2 separate regions of the Triticum aestivum genome follow, and region 1 is linked to region 2. Evidence: chromatin contacts called from public Hi-C data. All regions are on one chromosome and are shown on one strand. The core of a region is the stretch at or near the end of the contact, and the rest is flanking DNA. Distances in the headings are between cores, read along the strand shown.

Evidence for each region. A called contact is a pair of places that touch in the nucleus more often than the background predicts.
Region 1: a Hi-C map of leaf shows a contact between it and region 2, with 7 times the contacts expected there. The contact joins the promoter of LOC123070211 here to the promoter of LOC123070208 in region 2. A contact is called at or near these places in 5 of 5 Hi-C or Micro-C datasets (leaf, root and an unstated tissue) and 1 of 1 datasets of contacts at active chromatin or transcription factors (leaf).

What each region holds. Positions count from the first base shown.
Region 1 is chr3B:431,248,960-431,256,906 of IWGSC CS RefSeq v2.1, reverse strand. It overlaps LOC123070211 (probable isoprenylcysteine alpha-carbonyl methylesterase ICMEL2), which reads right to left and starts at 5,432. Exons shown (of 11, transcript XM_044493286.1): 1 at 4,925-5,432; 2 at 3,961-4,037; 3 at 3,598-3,748; 4 at 3,441-3,515; 5 at 3,231-3,332; 6 at 2,679-2,816; 7 at 1,882-1,947; 8 at 1,664-1,804; 9 at 499-589. The coding sequence starts at 5,343.
Region 2 is chr3B:430,927,866-430,935,809 of IWGSC CS RefSeq v2.1, reverse strand. It overlaps LOC123070208, which reads left to right and starts at 4,482. Exons shown (of 9, transcript XM_044493283.1): 1 at 4,482-4,740; 2 at 5,904-6,015; 3 at 6,119-6,201; 4 at 6,902-7,027; 5 at 7,128-7,248; 6 at 7,349-7,433; 7 at 7,856-7,944. The coding sequence starts at 5,928.

The sequences.
Region 1 (7,947 bases), core at 4,183-6,682, 320 kb before region 2:
CGAGTTCATTCTAATTGGCAATATGGCCCAATAATAGGCAAGCAAAACCTTGGCCAGAACTGGTTTGGCTCAACTATGCACACCCTAACACTTTAGTTGATTTGACAAGTCACCACTATTAAGTTGAATGATATAGCAACTACTACTTTTTCCCTACATAAAATATTCTAGTATTACTACATAGTTGGTACTAGTAGGATTCAGTGTCGCCATAACCTAGTGAACCAAGGAAAGGCCCACATAATCCCATGTTCTATCCTGAGAATTTGTTCATACAATGACCTCAAATATTTGAAATAGCACATTGAGGAGGTAGTCTTTCCAGAAATCCACCATTTTCATTTAGTAAAGTAAAAAAAAGTAAGAAAATTTGCGAATGAAGTCCTTACTGTTTGAGTAAATAGTTAGCATATGAATCAAGTTGGACTTTACAGATATAACTACTATAATATACTATGACACAAAAAATGATTCATTATCGACATCCACATTTATCACCTGTATAAATATATCTGTATGTGTTTTCCCTTCGTACAATAATAATGTGGCCTGGGCACCAACTTGTTGAAGGACGTCTACAAAAGTTCGACTGCACATAAAAAGCAGAGTAACTTCTATCGTGAAATTGGGAAACATTATGTCAGTTAAACAAGGGAGCAATCAACTAAATATCAATCCAAGTAACAGGCAATAGATCAACCTTGTAGGCTTGCACTAGAAGCAGCAAAATATAAATGAGTAGAAAGTCAAAAAGAATTCTCAGACGTAGTATTATTGTTACAGGTGAAATAGTTGACACTTAATGCTGCACATGTAAAACCAGAGAGAATATTCATGTCTAGTCAGTTAATCCCCAAACTTGCCAGTATTTTGACAAATATACTATCATCTGGACTTCTGGAGTTTAACAAAGAGTGGTGTATGAATAGTTCTGCTATTGTTCCTATCAAAGAAAAGTGTGAATATACCTTTCAACTTTGCAAACTTTATGTACAGTTTTGGTTTTAATATACTTCATCTTCAACAATTACCTTGGTACTAAAAGAGATGCTAAAAGCCTAAAAGTGGAGAAGGAAAGACCATGACATTTAACTTAGAAAAGTTTGACGCTGTGACTGCGAAAGGGTATGTTACCTTACCCCAGCTTGGTTTATTGTTTCATGAAATCCAACTAGAGTATTTTCTGTAGCCTTTTCAACTCACTGAAGTTGTATACTGTAAATTGAAATGCCAAGGCGAGATATCCTACACAACCTTGGTTTATTGTTTCATGAAATCCAACTAGAGTATTTTCTGTAGTCTTTTCAACTACTCCCTCCGTTCCTAAATATTTGTCTTTTTAGAGATTTCAAATGGACTACCACATACGGATGTACATAGACATATTTTAGAGTGTAGATTCACTCATCTTGCTCCGTATGTATTCACTTGTTGAAATCTCTAGAAAGACAAATATTTAGGAACGGAGGGAGTAGATCAGAAGAACAGACAGTGACTAAACTAAGATGCCAAGGAAAGTTTGTTTTAATAAATTGAGATGCAGATGAACTTGCACAGTAAAAGAATTTCCTTTTACCACGACATCAAGAATTTTTGGAGGGTAGGTGGGTATGGTTTGCCCTTCATTGTGTTAAATAAACATCTGCAGAAGACATAAACAAACCTGGCAGACGATGGTATTGAATAATCATCTGTTCCATGCATAAGAAAGATACGAGGAAGTAGAGCTATGGTCCGGGTACTCGACTCCTTGACAACAATTTCAGGAGAATAACGTGACAATGCTTCTTCTCCCTCCATTATACTGAAACAGTAATTGTGCTTGGTGTCAGTATCAATTTATTATTAAATAGATGGATCAAAACATAGTCATATTACTACCTGAGAAATATTGAACGGTTCAGACCACGCTGATGGAAATGGTCGACCAAATTATGGATGTTGTATCTGCAAAATATTACTGTTACTGAACCATGTCGAGTGTCCACCATTATACATCCGAAAGGAAACATAAAATATTGGAGGTCAAGTTTTATTTGTAATCCAATGAAAAAGAAATATCACAATATATATTTCAAGATAACTTTGAAGTACAAATCTATCAAACTCCATGTGACATTGGAATATGATGGTGTCCTCTTTGTAGACTAGAAGCAACTGGGACTAGGTGAAGGAGTTTGGTAGTGGCGTCATTCCAAAAATTTGGACCAAACTATTATTGTAATTACTGGCAGAGGAGAAGTTGGAAAATTTATAAGGTCTTCTAAAAGACAATCTATACAGCCATCTGGTTGCAAATACAAAGACAACAATTGGTTTGGTTTTACTATTTTAAGTCTAGCTCTCATATTGATACGTTCGAATTAGTTCAAATCCAGAACATACAAAATATGATCACTGCAATTACTTTTTGAATACACAAAAGGGCAACCTAATGTGTACCCAGTATCTGGCCAAATATCTGAAGTCAATATCTTCCAGGAGCAATCACTCAAATATTCTGTGAACAATATGAAATTTAACCTTTGGTTATGGGTTTTAAGGAGTATTCTAAAACCAAAACCCCTAAAATGTCATCACAGCTTACAGGAGCTCTGATGCTTGTACTATCTTAAGTTCCACAAGTAGTTGAATAGTCATGCACAAAAGACTAACCAGCAAGGAACCTAAGATCTCACCCTCCAGATAAACCAAAGTATGCCTTGATTTGTGTAACACTCCAAGAAATGGGCTGTCCGCTAGACTCTTTTACTGCCTGTTCCATTAGGGCACATGCTGAAATATGTGCTCCTGCTGACTGACCCATCAAGTAGATCCTACAAGTTTATCGTAAAATCAACTAGGTCATACAGAGTTATGATAACTGAAATGCCGTGCATATACAAACATCACTATGGTGGAAGGTATCAGTAATGATAATAAACAGAATGATGTAAATATATGCCATCAACATAATGCAAAATGACATGTAAATATTTATAAAACTTAAGCTAGCACAAGGGCTTTAAGTAAAGTTCTAAGAAGTGTCCAGTGTATAAAAAGAGGTCAAGTTTCCTGAATAATTCATCAATAATTTGTGGCTATCTAGCTGACAATCATCGGTTAACCGAATCATGCATCTTCTTAAGCAAATGACATGAATTGGCACGTAAACTTAGCCTAAGGGAAAAACTGCTCTTTGTGGTCATTCAAAAGTCACTTTCGTACACACAAAAAAATGGTTATCTTACTGATTAGGATCACCTCCATAACTAGCAATGTTGTTACACACGAATGAGATCCCCTGAGAAGCATCGCTAACCATGTCACTTATTGTTCCTTGAGGAAAATTTCTGAAAATAGACGTGTGAATATTGTGTCAAGCAAATAAAAAGTGAAACAATTGTTTCATATTATTAACAAAATAATATGGAGTGATTTCAACGGAAATCAAGCAGCACCTGTAATCAATGCAAGCAACTATGATTCCTCTCTCAGCCAACCGCCTGCCAAGAAGGGCACCCCATGCCTTGTAACTGAATTTCGAGCAAGGTTGTCAACAAATGAAGTCGCCGTGAAGGATTAACGGAATGCGTAGTTGCAAAAATATCAGCTCACCCAATAATCCAGGCCCCACCAGTTACAAAGGCCACCACGGGACAGGGTCTTCTATTATCTTTGGGTATATACAAATCTAACCTGTTTCTCGGTTGTTCTCCATAAACTATACTTCTACGAACCTGACTTGAAAAGAAATAGTAATATCCAACTGCAGTAAGAAAAGAATGTTTTCAGAATGCTATAGGATATCGATGATACCATATTCTAATGAAATGAGCCAACAATCCAAGGGTCCATTCAAGAAGCAGAAGACCTCATGAACATCAGAAATAACAAAGAATATCCATCCACATGCTCCTTGATGTGCATAACAAAAACTAATAGCGCAATCCCTGAAATGGTAACCTGTCTGCAATATACCTTGCAAAAAACCTGGCATAAGTAGAATGGCATAGACTGCAAGGGCAAGAAGCTGCCTCATCCAGCGGTAACCTAACCTGAATAATAATAAAATTAGAACGGGAACAGAAAAATATCAACAGTGATTCTATTCATCACTACATTCTGACAAAAAGGGTGAAAATTGTCAGTGAATCTTAACCTATCAAGATGGACGTAGTTTTGAACTACAATAAGGGCAAGAATTTGCATGGCCTCCCCATGCCATACTTCAAAATAAATTTCCTTAATATATTCCCAGCAATTTTCAGTACGGACTCATAATGCAGCATCAAAGGGATACAAACACAATGAGCACACAACCTGGCTTTGCGCCGCTAGGATGCACACAACCAACTACTCTAGTGAATACATGACAGGCTTATTTATGTTTCAGCAGAACTGCTTGCAAGATCGTCCCCCCGATGCATCTCTTGGAGACGGTTATGACAGAAATAGCTGTATTGTTGTAGTAGCAAAGATGCGAAACACGATTCTAAGGCAGATAAAAGCGATCCCCTCCTTGTTCCGTCTTTTACAACGAAAAGGGCCAAGATCTTCAAATCAAGATGGATACAGGTTTTTTATTTGTTTCTGAACAAATGGTTTGTTATGCAAAGACAAAGCCCGCACGACAGGGAAACAGTTATGTGGTCCCCGAAGCTTAATTCTAGTCCATGTCCCTCACGCAATTGCGTGATCAAACAACCTTGTGGAGTTGGCTTCTCCATAGGGATTGATATGAAGCTGCCTTGGCAACTCAGCCATCTCAACGACCTCCGGGCATAAGGAAGTTTCCAAGTAGAACTGAAATTTTGGGTCGCTACAGGAGCATCAAAACCATCACCACTACCGTGCGTGTTGCATCATAGCGATCGCCCTCGAGTTGGAGTGCCTCGTGGCGATTGAGACAGTGGAGTAGCTAGCGAGGAATTTCGGTGATTACCCGAGGTACTGGAGCAGGGTGAAGGTGAGGCGCGTGACGAGGTAGGTCTCGGAGGCGGCATGGCCGACGTCGTGGCGGAAGGACGACTGCCTCCTGGGGCCGGCCGAGCCCTGGGGCCTCGGGGACGCGGACTGCACGGGCGACGAGCGGCGGCGGCCGGCGGAGTCGCTCCGCGGGAGGAGCGCGTCCGCCTCGCGCGCGTCGTCCCCGGAGGGGGGAAACTGCATTGCCATTGCGTGGCGAAGGCTCGGGAAGGTCCGCCGGGCGGTTGGGAGTGGGAGATTCGAGTTGGTGCGGAAGAATGGAGCGGGGAGGAGGGGCGCGCCTAAATAGGAGGAGGAGGAGGCGGGCGGGGAGCGCGAGCGCGAGTGCGTGGCGTGGAGGGACGCGTGGGGGAGGCGGGGCGAGCGCAGCAACATGCCGCAAATCCTCGTTTGCCTCCTTGCTTCGCCATTCTTCCGGCGTGGGCGGACTTTTGCAGGCTGAGAACTGGGAACCGGACGAGGCTTTCGGTGTCCAAGGTAGTCGAGTTGGATACAGCAACACGAATGCTGTGACACTGTCGAAATTCGAAAAATTATTTACTCGTGGTAGGAGTACTACTCATCGTGCGTTATGGTCAGTTGGTCACACACAGAGCATATGTCCTTTGCCAGCAAAAGGATGCGTAGAAGGCTCAATGATGGATGACGAGCACAGCACACGACGCTGGGGAGGCTCAGGCCCCAGCAAGGAAATCTCTTCCGTTATTAGAAAATTAGAAATTTGAAAGAAAAAAAATGAAACGATGACAACAAACACGAGAGTGTGTACCTAAATGGCCCGATGATGCAATTTTTTGTATGGGCTAAAATGATTGGTGAGTGGTGTACCGTGGTAGGGCCGCGTATATGATTGTGGCGTGAGGCAGGGGAATCTTTGCAGGTTCTAGAGCTTCGTTTGCGGTCTCTGGAGCGAGGCGTAGCTGGCTTTAGGGTGCGGCTGTGAGGTGAACGCCGCTGCCGTCCGCGTCCGGCTCGGTGGGCCCGCGATTACGTGTCGCCGCGCCACGCGTTAGAACCCAAGTGACTTTGCTCCTAGTTCCCGACACGGCTGGCCGGCTGATGCGACTCATTGGAAACGTGACGCTTCACGTGGCAAAAGGCACAAATTTAATCTCACGAAACTATTTCACAAACTAAACCGTTTTTAAAAATATTTCACCGAATTAACCTTTAATGTGCAGCGTCTGATAGATGCGGCGCCTAACACTCAGGCGTCATAGTGCAGCGTCTACATGTAAGGAGCTGCACAGTAGGGTGCAACGTCTTACTATCGGGCGCTGCACAAAAGGGTCAACGATGTGATTTTTTTTTAAAACAGTTTGGTTTGTAAAACACTTTTACTCTGAGATCAATTTTGCCGCTTCACTTTCCTCGAACGAATTCCTCAACAAGCCTGGACCCATAATCTTGGGATCCTTGTAACTTTAGAACGTTCGTTTATGAAGGTAGCACATAACGATTATGTGACAGTTTTAGTTTTGATAAAGTGGTGAGGGATGGCATTCTTTTCAGAGAATATATCAGTTTCTTCTTGAAAATAATTTTCATTTAAAAATTGTCCCTGTTTTATCTCTTATCGAAATTTAGGGTCTGTTTGGTTGAAGACTAGTGTGGCCAAGCCAAAGTGTGGCTAGCCACACAAATATGGCAAGCCACACAAGTGTGACTAAGAAATTGGACGCCAAACTTTGGCAAAAGTTGGTAAAAAAATTGTCTCTTTAACAAGTGGGCCATAGGGGCAATAAAGTGTGGCAAGCCAAAGTGTGACAAAAAACCAAACACATGCTTGTCAAACTGTGGCTGCCAAATTTTGGCTTGGCAAACTGTGGCCGGGAACCAAACAGCTTCTAAAATTGCCATCACACATGGTTCACTGCCACCCCTCTCCCAGTGAGCGAACGTAGGTAACATTACCGCAACTTTGTCCTCTTTTGCACGCAGGAATGGGGCACGTAGATTTTCAGCCGCCGATCTACGTTAATATTTAAAGGACATGACTAACATCCTAACGTTTGGAATTTAGGGGACATATCCGGACGATCCTTTCTATCTCCCTCACACGACCTCCCATGTATGCATGCATGCTTTTCTATTTGTGTTTTCATCAATCCTTGTTTAATTAAAATCTTCTAATTACATCCATGTAGAAAAAACGAAATAGATGATGTCAGCAGATTCTTTTTGGAGATTGAAAATCAAAATGTTTTGTAGCTCAAACCATCGGCCGTATTGAAAAATTGTCTTCACATAAAAGATTCATCGCAACGAAACCTTTGAAACTAGATCCCATGTTGATATGTTCTAATGGTTTTTTTCGGGTAAAAATTTACCACGCATGTGCTACTTAAGTTATCACGACTGTGACACACAGTTACCAAGCTGTTTTCATAGGAAATACCGGGCATAAAAAGATGGTATTTTAACTTTTCTTCTCATGTGCACATGCATATATGCACTAGACGACAAAACTATGATGTTATCCAAGATTCTCCCTATTTCAAAATTTTAAAATATTTTGTAGCTCAAATTGTCACTTAGATCGAAAAACTATTTTCACATACAAGATCCGTCAGGAGAGATCTTCGAAACTAGACCCTGTGTTAGTATGTTTCGACAGACTTTTTTCAGAAAAAAATACCACGCATGTGCTACGCAAGTTATGATGCTAGTTGAGCGTAAGTTATCATGTTGCTTACGCAGAAATTATTGAGGCATAAAAAATGATTTCTTCAACCTTCTTCCCACATGCACATGCGCTAGCCCTAGAGAACTGAAAATGCTAATGTCAGGGAGGATTCCACCAAAATTTAAAAAAATTAAAATATTTTGTAACTCAAACAGCCGCTCTGGTACAAAAACCATTTTCACATGAAAAATCGCTGCGACAAGGCCTTCGAGACTAGATCTCATGTTGGTATATTTCGACAACTTCTTTCGGTCAAAAGGTTATCAGGCGTAGACTAAGTTTATTAACTCCGT
Region 2 (7,944 bases), core at 3,233-5,732:
TCGCGTCGCATGGAGGGCGGCAGTGACGAGTCCGGCTACTCGTGGTTCATGGGGCCGGTGGCAGCGTTGGCCACAAGCGACGGGGAAGGGCGGGGAGCACCATTGCCCGCAGGCGTCGTCTGAGCGACGCGTGCAGCGAGGGCTGCCTGATGCTCGGCACAAACTCGACGAGAGTCCGCCATGAGAATAGCAGAGCGATGGCGAAACAACTGATGGAAGACAGGCTTCGACACGCCCCCTACCTGGCGCGCCAAATGTCGGATTCCGAGCTCCGTAGACCCAAGAAAGGTTCGAACTCTGGGGCGTGTGTGAAGAACTCAACTTCTCTAGCTAGCCAACTCACTGCTCTCACGACCTCGCTCGATGAACTGGAAAGGAAATGGACACAACAGTTTACCCAGGTTCCGACCACCTTGCGGTGTAAAACCATACTCCTGCTTTGTGGTGGATTAGCCTCGCGGGGGCTAAGGATGAACTAGTACAAGGACGAACAGCCTTGCGAGGTCTGCTCTATGGGTGGAATGAGCTCAAGGGGTTTGACCTCCGGGGGTCCGATCCCTCATATGGTGGTGGCTAGGCTATACTTATAGTGGCCTCGGTCCTCTTCCCCCAAAACTTAGGCGGGAAGGGATCCCACAGTGGCCAATTTTGAAGGGGGACAAGTAGTACATCTTATCCTGATGAAAGGTGGTCTTTGCCTGCAAAGCTTCTGGTCGTGACGTAATGGTGGGCTCAGCGATGACATACATCCTACCGTTCTGGCGGTCGTGGTCTTGTTGCATGCAAACGGTAACCTTTGGTTGATTCCTTAGGACTCTGCGCCTGTGCTTGCCTCCTTAGCACCAAAGAGGAAACTTGTCGCTCTGTGCCCGCTGGCGCGCGCCTGGCCTTGGTCACCATGGCTGGCGTCACCTCAGCCTCATGAGGTGGGTGCTTGCATAGAAATCTCCGCTCCTCAGGAGGCCACCTGGGGAAGCCGCTCCTTCGGGAGGTCTTGGTGTCGTCCGCCTCACGAGGCTTGGCCCCTTGCGAGGGTCTTGACTCGTCGTTGCTGAAGATCGGATGTACCAGGCCGTCAAGGGAGCCACGCCGTGGGCCGCATGTAGGCAAGTCTGGGTACCCTGGTTCCTAGAATGCCAACAGATGCACCTTATACTTTCTCTCAAAGTACTTAAATGCGTCGACTGCTCGGTACCGGCTCTTCCGTGCATACCAACAACACAAGTTGTACCACCACCTGGTCGTGCACGCTCTGCCATTCAAATCTCTACTGGTCCGCTTGCATTCTAGTTCAGCCACTGCTAGTGTCATTGGAGGAATCGGCCGCGGATGGGAGGATCCCCGTTCTCATTCTTATTAAATCCAGCGTCTTGGTTGGGGCTATGTGGTGGCGGTAATGTCTCTTAGTAGGAATAATGTCTCTCACATTCTACCCCCGTCTAGATGGTGCATCTAGCATCGCTGGAGGGCGTGTGAAGGTTTGTCTCTGTCGAATCTCGCGGGATTCGGTAGGTGCTAGTCTTTGGTGGATCTGTTCGGATCCGGTCTTCATTTGTCTTCGTGTGGGTGTTTACATATTTGATCCTTCTGATCTATGACTTTCTTCATCGTCGATGATTGCTACTCTGGTACGCTGGTCCTATGGGGCTTTAGAGCATCTCTGGCAGACCCCGCAAACCAGGTCATCCGCTAAAATAACCGCCGGTTTACGGGATACATCCTTTATCGCCGGCTCAAGCAGATCCGCCAAATCGGGTCATCCCAGATTTTTTTGGCGGATCCTGCATTCATGAGCCCATTTCCTCCATATGTGTGGGAATCCCCTTGATTTTGCTGGATCCCCTTTCAGCTGGCGCGAACCACTTCCACCAGCTTCCATTTCTCGTCTCCTACCCCGATGTCGCCGCCCATCCGTCCTCCGACCTCGCCGTATGGCCGCGCCGCGCCAAAATTCAGGCGGATGAGCCACCATCGCCCCTGGGTGCGCCATACTATGGTACGCCTCTGCCGCCACTGCCATCGGTCCGCCCGCCTGGGCCTCCCACTGCTCCCACTCCTCCTGCTGCCTCTCCAATTCCCGCCACCGCCGCCGCCCTCAAGAGGAAGCGGCAAGGGAGCCATCTCGTTCAAAGCGATGCACTCGGCGTGGCAGCATCGAGTGTCGCCCATGCTCCGGTTCCACGTCCTCCGCTCAAGAGAAAGAAGACCGCCTCGACCGGCCCTGCCGGCGCGCGGGCGAAGCCTCCAAGGAAGAAGGCGATTGCGTCAAGGGGTCGGTCACCTCCTTCGCCTACAGCCGTCCCCGGCATCCACATTGACGGCCAAGCCGCCGGCCACACCCACAACGTGTTCGATGAAATGATCGGGGGGTAAAAAAAATCTCTTGCTTGCTTTGCATCGGTCATCTTCATTTTCGGCCTTTGGGAACACTTGATTGAGCTTTAGCCATCGACTTTTGTAGCCAAAATGTGCCCTACACATATACAGAGATGTTGGCCTAGAGCACGATGAATTTGAGTGCCCCTCTTGGCGATTTTGATGCATCATATGTTGAGGTCGATGCGGAGGTGCACGATGAGAATGAAGATGATGTGCAAGAGATCCTGGAGCCCGACTATGATACTCGGTTCAGGAGGACCGACAACTACACAGAGACGGAGGATGTGTGCTTAGTTAAAGCATGGGAAAGCATCTCTCTTGACTCCATCACCGGCAAGGATCATACTTATGGAAACTATTGGCAAAGGATCGAACACAACTTTCATCAAATGATGCCATTCCCATCCGGCCGGAGCTTGGAAGGGCCTTCAAGGCCGTTGGGACACCATCAACAATGCTTGCTCCCGTTGGTACGGATTCTTGGAGCAAGTGCGGAGTGCAAAACCAAGTGGCTCCACTATTGGTGATTATGTGAGCATTTCATCTTTAAGTCCCTAGTCGTGTGCATAGGAAGATTATGAGCTCACAATTTTCTCAATGTTTATGTGTAGGATTGCATCGCCAATGAGTACTACAAGAAAATCCCGGCCTCCAATGACCGGTCATTCAATCTTCAACATTGTTGGAAATGGCTCCGGGATAATGAGAAGTGGAGGGTGAGGGACAAGGAATCCCCTCCAAAGAGAGGCATGAAAGTGGAGGTTGTGGATGATGATGATAGTGATGATGCACTAAGAGGAGGAAGAAACAAGGGCAAGACAGATGGAAACAAGAAGGAGAAAGCAAGAGTCAACGGGACTTCCGAGGCAATCGGTTTGAGGGATCAAATTGATGAGATGGCGAAGATGAAGGAGGCTATGCTAGCCAAGCATTGGGATGCAAAAGTTGCCATGGCCGAGAAGAAAGAGAATCACAAGGAGGAGAAATGGCAAAAGAGATGTGCCTTCGAGGAGCGCAAGCTCTTCCTAAGGAGCAAAAGAGGAAGGACGAGATGACCGCCGAGGAGGACGGTTCATGATGATGAATCCGGAGGGCATGGACGCAATGGTAAGAGAATTTTGGGAGCTGAAAAGAATGGAGATCATGCTCCGGAGGAAGGTGGAGCTCCAAAATCTTATGGCCGGTGGTCGTGTTGGGTTTGTAGGGGGCTTTTATTTCGGCAATGGTGGTGGTGGCTTCGGCATGGGTGGTGGCGGCGGTGATGGTGGCTTCGGCATGGGAGGTGGTGCTTTGGCAAGCCAAGTGAATGGTGGTGATGGTGGTCGTGCTCAATTTTCTGGTCCAAGAATGATGGTGATGGTGGTGCGAGCTCTCCGGTTCAAGTTCATGGAGATGATGGTGCGAGCTCCCCGGTTCAAGTTCATGAAGATGGTGGTGCGAGCTCTCCGGTCAATTTGAATTATGGTGATGAAGGTGTTAGGGGCGGTGTTGGTGGCGACGTTCTTCGCAACATTGAGAATGTTGCTTGATTGATCTATGTCGTTTGAACATATTTTGCCTTGTTCTATTGCGCATTCATGAACCTAAACTTGATACCTCATTTGTTGCGCATGATTTTGGAGGTGATGAACTAGTATGATGATCAATTAGTCATGTATATATATGATGATGAACTTGTCTTGACGAACTTGATAAATATGTGCTTATTATTGTATTTGCGAGAAAGCGAGCCCTCCAACACGAAATAGATCCCGCAAACGCGTCCCGTGAAACATTTGTAAATAGATCGAAAGTTTAATTGAGGGTGCGCAGATCTGGCGTCGCACTGCAGAGAGATCTGGTGCGGTTTGCTTTAGCTCCTCCTCCCCACTCGAATTTCCCCCCTTTTTACTCGTGGTGTACGTCTTTTTATCGGTCACAGAAAAAGAAAAGAAAAGAAAGGAAAAAGGGGCATCTTGTCACTTGGCACCACGGAACCCTTCAATGTTGCGATGTCGCCCCTGAACTGTCCGTCGATAGTCGCGGGCCCCCCGCACTGGTCGCTTTCGTGGCGTGTGGGGCAGTGGGCGTTCGTCATAACGACATAACCAATGGCCTGCATTGCAAAAGAAAAGAAAAGAAAAAAAATCAGAGGAGAAAAAAAAGAAGGGGAGGAGAAGGAGACAGCAGGCAGGGAGGGGGTCAGTCTTCTTCCTCTCTCCCTGTGCTGCTGCTGCCTTTGCGTCGGAGATTGCCCAAGTCTAGATTCGAGGAGGGCTGGCTCCCTCGCCCTCCCTCCCTCTCTCTCCCCTTCCCGTGGCTCCACTGTATCGGAATCCGCGACCGGCTCCGTTCCAAGCGGCCCTGGATTATTTTACGCAGGTTAGGTTTTGCTGCTGCCTCTGCTTCTCACCAGTTACTAGTACTACTCATCTCCCTTGGTGTTCTCTTCTCTTCTGTTCTGTAGTGGAGCTCTACTTCATTTGACTTCGCTAATCCCCACACCCGATTTGGCTCCCCGCACTGCACACAACCGCCCCGCTTGCTGCCGCCCCCGCCACATGACCCCCCAAGATTGTTTGGCCATGAGCTCAAAGTTTCAGCTCACTGGCGAGAGAGACAATAGATGATGAACATGTGCGATGCGAGGGGGATACTGAGTGCTGTGGGACTAGGCCGTGCCTGACTTATGGTGGAATTCGTTAGGGTCTCTCAAGATCCTCGCCTCCTTGCGCTCATGTCTTCCTTTACCGCCGGTTTTCAGCTTGTGGCTAAGCAATGTCGCCAAGATTCGCCTCCTTCCCCTCAAGTAATTCACCTCATTATTGCCTCCTCGGTGATTTGTTTCAGACCTAACCTCGCCCTTCAACTTGTCTAGAACAAAACCGCAGCTGCCAAACGGTTCCCACCTTTTGGATTTCACTCCTTGAGATTCATACAAGCTTGATTAGTTCTATTTCAAATGCTCAGTAATCAGTCCGCGTAGTTGGTCTAGCTGTTTGTGCTTCTAATTTGTTTCTGCCTATTTGAGCGATCCTGATCTCTGCCCAATTTGACTCTATGGCCTCTGCCAGTGTGCTAGTTAGAACATTGTACATACGGCCATCAAAGTTGTAAATGGCAAGGAATTGATTAAATTATTGCAGTACGAAATAGGGAGCAGGGCAAAATAATTGAAGTTCTACATTTCCTCGCAAAAAAGTAAAATAAAATTTGAAGTTCTACATTGGGGCTTTATTTGTTTTAGGACTACCTACATTGTTGAAATCGTTGTATCTATATACGGCCTCTTTCTTTAAGGAAGACCTTCTGTAACGTTTTTCCCATGTATCTTTTTATTTTGTTCCAACCAAATCATGTCACTGATATCTGCTGTAATTTCACAAACCATCTTCCTTTTATTATTCCACTGCTATTAAAGCTGTGATGGTGACTGCCTTAATATGTTTTTTCTGTCTCCTTTTTGGGGTATACTTCTATTTTTATATGCATAACGTGGTTTTATAAGAGCTTAGGTTTGTTTCTTATCCTGTGTTTGGTTATAGGGTCCTGATTTTGTTGCTGGAGGAATGTCCTCAGCCAGCTCTTCTCAGTTTCCAGCATCAACAGAGCGAGAATCTACAGCTGCTAATGATAATGCAATACCTCATGATCCAGGTGATAACAAGCATATTCTCGTATCGTATCATCTCTCTACACTGAACACCTAGTAAGTTGTAGCCATCTTCACCTGTCAATCTGATCTTCGTGGATTTTGTAGGTGCTGATTCTGCTGGACCAGCACAAAGCAGACTTTCGCTTCAGTTGGATCAGCGGTCATTACATTTTTCTGTTAATGCTTGGGTAAATGGCTTAAATGGACAGATGTACTTTGTCAGCAATTACTGTATCACATGTAATTTTTCTATATGTATGTCAACATCAATCCTTGCTGAATATCTTAGTCTTGTCTAAGTTGGTGCATCTCTTAAAAGTGTCAGATCCATCTCAATCTTGTACTCCACCAGATAACTATTTTTAGGCTTACTTGAATGGAGTGTAAAACAACAGCTCACTTCTGTAAGTGAGATTAATCAGACTAACTGCTAGTCCGAGCATATTTTGCTTTAGCCAAGCCTGCATGCTGGTCTTCATGAAAATACCTTCATCTTGACCCTTCATTTGCCTAATGGAAGTTTAGTTTCAAACAAAATCATAAGCGAATGGATGGTCAGGATTATTACAGAATTAGGCATATGTGAGAGCAGATTAACACAGTGTTTTAAGTTTTGTTTCGCCAAAACACCAGTAGTCAAGGATGATTGGTCCTTGGTTTTTGTACAAACAAGATCTTAGTGCCCTCCCTGCGTAAATTGAACTAAACCATCCGTTTTATACTTTATAGTATCAGTTTCCCAACTTTTGATAGTACCTACGTTAGTCTGTGGAACGTGTAATCTTGTATGCTTTCTTTTAGCTTGCATGCATTATGATGAGCAACGGGAGATTTTTTGTTGATGTGTGCAAATCACATTTTCTTTATCATACACACTTCTTTTTATAGGTTCTTATTGTTGCGTTGATCGGCATCATTCCACTGGCAACACGACAACTGCAACTCAAGGGATATCGTTTGTCACTTCTTGGCACAACCTGTACCACAGGTTATGCCATATTTGCTCTTTATGGGGTCAGTAACATGAAATCGAGTGTGGTATTTACTTTTTTTTATTCTTCCTCCCACTTCAGATACCCTGCACAACTTAACTAACATTTACCCTTCCTATCAGCTACCCAGAGTAGGGAACACACAGGCTGTTCAGGCCTGGTGCCACCATGTAACTTCATCAAAGGATTTTATTCCATTCATGTACTGCCTTATGTTTGTTACATCTAAACTACACTTGAAGCGTAAGCATATGAAGTATTTAATCTTTTAGATCAAAATTTTCATGTTACTACCCAAACGTCTCAGCTTTCCTGCACATGATGAGTTAACCCTTTGTGGCAGTTGTTTTGGTACCGGTAATTTGCTGGGCACTTGAACATGTGGCCAGATTTCTACGGCGCCATTTTACCAATTCCTCTCTCTACAGGTAAAATGAACCTGACAGACTTGTAGGCACAACATGTTTTGCCTTCTATGCATACACAGTGCATGCTATCATTCCAGCTTTGCGCATAAAGAATCAATAGCTTAGGCATGATCTCCATACCCATTAGGTTATTATCTTGGCTTTTTTTGTTATATGCTTTCATCTCTCTGAGCCTCAACCCCTGAAAGTACTCTTTGTTGCCTTTTTGTGCAATGGCTAACAGACCACATGAGCAAGCCCTGGTCCATCAGTAGTCAAACACAAAATAGAAATGTTTTATTTGTATTAAAATTGCATGGTAACAAGCCGATAAATGCAGAATAGTCATTTTGTATGAACTGAATCTGCTATCAGTTTACAATATTTTGCCCGTTGAACATGCTGGCAAAATGGATTATAACTGTCGTGTTGCTAATTTGTAGGGCATACCTGGAGCCGCTTTGCACATGGGTGGAGGCAAACACAACTGCAGTCAACTTTCTGATTGCAAATGCAGAGATTTTGTTGGGCT